Regions from separate parts of the Nomascus leucogenys genome. Here region 1 is linked to region 2. A link is a contact called in public Hi-C data. All regions are on one chromosome and are shown on one strand. Each heading gives the region's core, a stretch centred on a gene start, on an enhancer-like site or on the middle of the called end of the contact. The rest is flanking DNA. Distances are from core to core; before and after follow the strand shown. Region 1 holds the start of HMGCS1 (hydroxymethylglutaryl-CoA synthase, cytoplasmic). Region 2 has its middle 8.8 kb from the start of ZNF131.

Region 1 (3,487 bases), core at 520-3,019, 200 kb before region 2:
TATTTGAGTGCTATTTCTTTTGCGGCATGGAAATGTTATTTATAACAAGATCTTCTGTATCTAATCACTAACCCTTTTTGTTCTCCTTTGCTTGGCTTCCCAGTAATCAATAATCATGCTCACTTTGCTTAATTGAAGATTAACGTGATCAAAAGACGGTCTGTTCCTTGTAAAAATTTCCAGTTGTGTAAGATGGTCATTCTCATGACTGTCTGGCTAATCATTTCCCATTGTGTACTCCTGGAGTTGGAATTATTTGCAATTCCTTTCTAAGGACAAAACTGTATCATCTTTCCTGTGTTTGTCCTTACTGCCTTTCAGCATATTCCAATATGCCAAGAATTTTAATCTCCTACCCCACCCCAAATTGCTGTTGATCACAATCCCCAACCCCAAATTGCTGTTGATCACAATCAGGCAATGTCTCTCTCTCTCTGTTTACTATCTAGTTACTTTATGTACATATGAAATGAGTCATGGGCAATACTGTGGAATGGAAATCATTATTGAATGGTCCTCTTCCCCCAAGTCATTTATGCCACCACTTCACAGTGGTTCCATTTCCAATTGTTTTGCCACTTTGCTGCTGACAATGTGTCTTACTAGGTTAGCATCTATAGTGATTAAAAAAATCTCCCATAACAATAGTTGTGTGAATCACAGAATTACCAATGACCCCTTATCAATAGCATTCTTGTTAATTAAACTGAGATGGGGAGAGATACAAACAACTCCGAACCTCACTCATGGTCCCCCACCAAAGCTAAGTATTATGGCTTCTCTCTCTGACCAGATAGAGGCAGAGTTTATTGCAAAGCCACAAGTGTCCTCCTTTGGATTCCCCCCAAATAGTGTTTCAGTGAATTCCTCTAGCTTGAATTGCTCCTCTCTATTTGCTGGGGGAGTTAGGCAGTCCGTATCCGATGGATTTACTATGCCGACAATTACGTGGCCTTTCCAGTTACCACATATGAAGCTTAGAAGATACAGTGGGGAACGGGCCAAATGGAGTCCCTTTCCTCAGAGTGCACGGCCTGGCAAAAATCCTTGAATTCAGTATCAACTTCCCTTCACAGCAAGGCTCTGCACCCTCCCCACGGATGCCTAGTCCTGAAACCATTTTGTTTTAGGTTTAGTTAGAAAGCTTTGTCTCAAGAGCACTTTTGTTTGTTTTGTTTTTTTAAGTCAAGGTAGTTTTGAATAAAGGAGACAATATTTGAGTATTTACAAATCGGGTATTTAGAATATTTACACATATACAAGTTCTGGGTGAAGTATTCTGCTCCAATTTGTAATCTAGGCCCACTTTGCTAGAAAACGTTAAGACTGAATTCAAATCAAGTACAGCATTTCAGAAATCTTTCAGGTGAAGCCTAGCTCTGGTTGCTAGGCAACCTGACAGCCTCCCAAGCTGGGACCAACTCGCCTCCCACACTTGACCATCTCTCCAGCGGTGGGACGCGGAGTACCCATTGGCCCGCATCTCCTCTCACTTAGTCCCAATTGGTCCGAGAACCTCTCACTCCGCTCCCGTTGGCTCTCGCCGTATCTCGCAGCTCCGTCATTGGCAAGTGGGCTCTCGTGCCACCCCACGTCAGTCTCTCACACCACTTCCTCGGCCCTGAGACTTTGTCCCCGCCCCTTCTCCCCGCCCTTGCAGCCACGAGGGAAAATCCTAGCGAGCCGCCGCCTCTACTTTCCTTTTGATTGGTAGAAGCCGGGCTGGGGGGGCGGGCGCTGCCGGGCAACTCTACCGGTCGCGATTGGCTGCTGGAGCCACCGTCCCGCCTCCCAGCGACTCTCGGCGGTGCCGGAGTCGGGTGGGTTGGCGGCTATAAAGCTGGTGGCGAAGGGGAGGCGCCGCGGACTGTCCTTTCGTGGCTCACTCCCTTTCCTCTGCTGCCGCTCGGTCACGCTTGGTGAGTGTCCCGCGCGGAGGAGTAGAGCCGGGCTGCGGCGGTGCAGCGGGCGGGGTGTGGGCCAGAGAGAGGCGGTGTCCTTGACTAGGCCCGAAGGAGCTGGGCTCTGGGTCAGGACGTAGGCGTGGATCTTGCCCGGGAGGATGGGGCACCGTGAGCGGGGCCGGGCGGGGGCTCCCTCGTGAGGGACCTGAGGCCGACTGTAGCGGATCTGAGAAGAGCCGAGAACACAGGCGAGTCGCGGAGAGGAGAACGCGAGAGGGCGTTGAGGTCTAGGTGTTCTAACGACATAGGAGTTGGAGGTGCCAGAGAGGCAGCTGTGACCGCCTAGAGAGGAGTGGGGGGTGTCAGGAGCGGGAGAGGAGAGTTGGGCTACCAAGGCTTTTCCAGAGCCTTGGTTAAGGGTGGACGCCAAAGGATGGGTAAGATCCTCTTTAGACGGAGGCTGGTAGGTTTGCAGGGGGTGTGTCCTGCTGCCACATACAGAGTTGATGGAAAGAAGGGAAGTGGGTAGCATTACTTTTCTTCCTCAGCTCAGGTGCAAGAAAGCGTTCACAACCGTGATTTAGACCTGGCCAAGTACTGGGGCTCAGTCTGTACTTGCTTCAAATCGCATAGATCACTGCCTCCCGCCTTCCTGCCTCCATATTTTTTTTTGTCTACGTTTTAAAAAATAGGCTTCCTTGGTGTTCTGAAATCCCACATCTCTCTCCGGCTAATACCTTCGGGACCAGCTTTAGGTGATACAGTGTAATGGGCAGGCACTCACAGAGTCCTCACACAAATAGGTTTTGGATTAAGCTAAGGATATTTCAAAGCAAGTATATGGAGTCTTTGAAAACGCGCGTCTGGCCTTGACCAGTGATAGAGAAACGATTATTCTGATCCACTCTGGAGGAGGGGATTTGGGGAACAAATAATGTGAGGTTGTGCCTGTTTGTCATGCTTGTCCCTATGGCCTTAGCCTAAAGGCATCACTAGCTGCTTTCACTGCTCACCTCTGCTGCAGCTCCCCACCTTCCCGAGGATGCTCTTGCCACCTGCTGCAGTAGGATGATGTGTTCTGGCTGCTGCTAACTAACATTTGCTCTGTTTCAGGCATGAATCATGAAAAACAATGACAAGATAAACAACAAAATTAAGACTAATGGAAGTGCTCCTAGAATTAACAGAGTTTTCCTTCTGAGATGGGTTTTGGACTTTATTGCACAGATACTATTAGATGAGAGGCAGTTGAAAGTCCTTAACATTATCCGTGTCAGTAGTTCTTTGCACTTGAGATACCTAAGCAGCTTGTGTTCTTTAAAGTGTATTTTAAAATTGCAGTTATTTTTGTGTGAAGAAGGGGGCAGGGATAGCATACCTTATGGGAAGAGAGAAAGGCTTTCTTTGTGTCTACCTTTGTAGATATTTCTCACCTAAGTTTGTAAGTTTGCCCTCTATTCAGTTCTAGTTTAGTTCAGCTCAATTCTAGTGTAATCATCAGTAACCCCAGCACTCAGAAGGTCTGACTTATGCTGTGGGGAGGGAGTGTAAAAGGATATTTTATGTTTGGAGCCGTAGGCCAC
Region 2 (3,195 bases), core at 158-2,657:
GCCAAGTGTGGTGGCACGCCTGTAATCCCAGCTACTCAGGAGGCTGAGGTGGGAAAATCACCTGAGCCCGGGGAGGTTGAGGCTGCAGTAAGTCAGTACCCTTCAGCCTGGGTGACAGAGCGAGACCTGTTGTGGTGAGGAGCCTAAGCATCTGCCTTCTTCAGGCTATAACAAGGCACCTCAATTCCCACCTTTTTAGGGTGGTGTCAGAGGCCAAGTAGCAGCTCAGACTTTCATCCACACCCAGCAGTAACAAGGTTCTCTTTCCTCTTCTCCTAAGGTAATGTCAGAGGAGGCTTGATGGAGAGTCAGGACTTTCACCATTATTCTGCAGGAATAGGACCATCTTCACTTGCAGTGCTGATGCAGGCCATGAGGGGAGCCAGAACTCCTGCTCTGCCCAGTAATAACCAGGTGCAACCTCCTCTTTGGGTGTCAAATGGAGGTCAGGTGGGAAACTTGGACTTCTACCTCCATGTAGCAGTAATGAGCTGGCATCCCACCTCCTTCCTCTATGGGAGCAGTGTCATAAAAAGCCAGGTAAAACAGATGGTTCAAAGAAAACTCAGAGGCTCATAACTTCTGAAAATATACAGGTTTCAATTTTTAAAATCACTCATACTTCAAAGCAAAAATCAGGAAACTCTCAAACTAAATGTAAAATATAATAAATACATGCCAACAGATAAAAGAGATGTTGTAATTAGTAGACAAAATCATGATAAAAGCCATGATAAAAAATACTTCAAGGAGAAATTATGAACATGCTTGAAACATTTTTTTTTTTTTGAGATGAAGTCTCGCTCTGTCGCCTAGGCTGGAGTGCAGTGGCACAATCTTGGCTCACTGCAAACTTGGCCTCCCTGGTTCATGCCATTCTCCCGCCTCAGCCTCCCGAGTAGCTGGGACTACAGGCGTCCGCTACCATGCCTGGCTAATTTTGTTTTTGCATTTTTAGTAGCGATGGGTTTCACCATGTTAACCAGGATGGTCTCGATCTCCTGACCTCGTGATCCGCCCGCCTCGGCCTCCCAAAGTGCTAGGATTACAAGCATGAGTCACTGTGCCTGGCCGAAACAATTTTTTTAAACCTCAGTAAAGTAATAGACAATATAAAGAAGAAGCAAATTGAAATTTTATAACTGAAAATTCAATAACTGAAATTAAAAGTTCAGTGGATGAGCTGACTGGCATACTAGAGAATACAGAGAATCAGTGAAGTAGAAAACAAAAGAATCAAAACAACCCAATTTAAAGAGCAGAGAAAAAATTGATGGGGGAAAAAAAAAAAGAAAACCAAAAATAAGTAGAGCATCAGGAATCTGTGGGGCTGTAATAGAAGATTTAACATTTGTGTTCTCAGAAACCCTGAAGGAGAGGAGAAAGAGTGAGGCTGAGAAAGTACTTGAGGAAATAATGGCTGAAAACATCCCAAATTTGGTAAGATTTGGTAAGATTCAAGATGCTGACCAAACCCTAGAAAGTATAAACTAAAATAAATCAACACCAAGAAACGTAATTAAGCTTATAAAAATTAAAGGCAAAAAAAATTATTGAAAGCAGTCAGAAAAAGAAACAAAACCCAAAACTTTGCCTACAGAGAAAAACAGTTCAAATGACAGCAAACCTCTGATCAGAAACCACAGAGGACAGAAGGAAGTGGCACAATATTTTTTATGTTGCTGCTGCTCAATTCTCAACCGCCTATTGAGATTCCAAATACCCGTTTATTAGGCTTTCTTGTTGTACACTCTATGTCTTTTCCCATCTGTTCTGTATTTCCCATCTCTTGTCTTTTCTCCTTGTTTCCTCATGGACATTTTCTTATGATTTTTCTTCCAGTTCACTAATTCTCTTCAGCTGTGCTAATCTTCTGTTAAACTCATTGAGTTATTGATTTTGCTGCTATATGTTTCATTTATTATTATTTTGAGACAGAGTCTCACTTTGTCACCCATGCTTGAGTGCAGTGATGCAATCTCAGCTCGCTGCAGCCTCTGCCTCCCAGGTTCCAGCAATTCTCCTGCCTCAGCCTCCCGAGTAGCTGGGATTACATGCGCCCACAACCACACCCAGCTAATTTTTGTATTTTTAGTAGAGACGGGGTTTCACCATGTTGGCCAGGCTGGTCTCAAACTCCTGACCTCAAGTGATCCACCTGCCTCGGCCTCCCAAAGTGCTGGGATTACAGGCGTGAGCACCGTGCCTGGCCATGGCTGCTTTATGTTTTAGTTATTTTTGCTTCTTTATTATCATTTCTAATTTGCTATGAGTTTCTCAATCTTGTCTTTTATTTTCTTATTCGTATTGAATGGTATTTTACAGTCTATGTCTCAGTATCTAGAGACTGTTTCGTTGTTGCTTCTCTCAGTGTTTCTTCATGTTGTTCTATTGTCTTACTTACCTAATCATTTTTTTTAAATTGAATGCTGGACACTGTATGTGAAATTTTTTACAAATAATTTAAGGCCTGCAATAATTTTATCTTTCTCTATAGAAGAATTTTGCTTTTGGTTGGCAGCTAGGGGTATTGGCAATTGGGATAACCTTAATTCAATTTTAGAAATGTAGATAATTCGGCTGGGTGCAGTGGCTCACGCCTGTAATCCCTGCACTTTGGGAGGCTGAGGCATACGGATCACAAGGTCAGGAGTTCGAGACCAGCCTGGCCAACATGGTGAAACCCTGTCTCTACTAAAAATACAAAAATTAGCCGGGCATGGTGACACATGCCTGTAATCCCAGCTTCTCGGGAGGCTGAGGCAGGAGAATCACTTGATCTCAGGAGGTGGAGGTTGCAGTGAGCCAAGATTGCGCCACTGCACTCCAGCCTAGGTAACAGAGCAAAACTGTCTCAAAAAAAAAAAAATAAAAAATAAAGAAATGGAGATAATTCGAAGATTAACTTACTTCCTTTTGAGGACTAGTTTATTACCAGTTCTCCTTTATTCCTAAGGTGTAGCACCTTAGGCTTTTAACCCACATCTGAGGCCTCCTCTTTATTAAGATTGTTTGGAGCTGGGCGTGGTGGCTCACACCTGTAATCCCAGCACTTTGGGAGGCCAAGGTGGGCATATTACCTGAGGTCAGTAGTTCGAGACCAGCCTGACCAACGTGGAGAAACCCTGTCTCTACTAAAAATACAAAATTAGCCGGGCATGATGGTGCATGCTATAGTCCCAGCTACTTGGGAGG

The links. Hi-C and Micro-C count contacts between places; a contact is called where the count stands out from the background.
Region 1: a contact with region 2 is called in a Hi-C map of a lymphoblastoid cell line, with 5 times the contacts expected there. The contact joins the promoter of HMGCS1 here to the enhancer-like site in region 2. A contact is called at or near these places in 2 of 4 Hi-C or Micro-C datasets (a lymphoblastoid cell line and an unstated tissue).

The regions. Positions count from the first base shown.
Region 1 is chr6:40,346,606-40,350,092 of Asia_NLE_v1, reverse strand. It overlaps HMGCS1 (hydroxymethylglutaryl-CoA synthase, cytoplasmic), which reads left to right and starts at 1,769. Exons shown (of 10, transcript XM_003277746.4): 1 at 1,769-1,919.
Region 2 is chr6:40,145,868-40,149,062 of Asia_NLE_v1, reverse strand. No RefSeq gene overlaps it. Among named protein-coding and RNA genes, the nearest start is that of ZNF131, 8.8 kb to the left of the region's middle. Within about 2 kb of position 1,407, the one cell type or tissue checked has an H3K27ac peak away from gene starts, as active enhancers do. A contact at or near this core is called in a lymphoblastoid cell line, where this site is marked.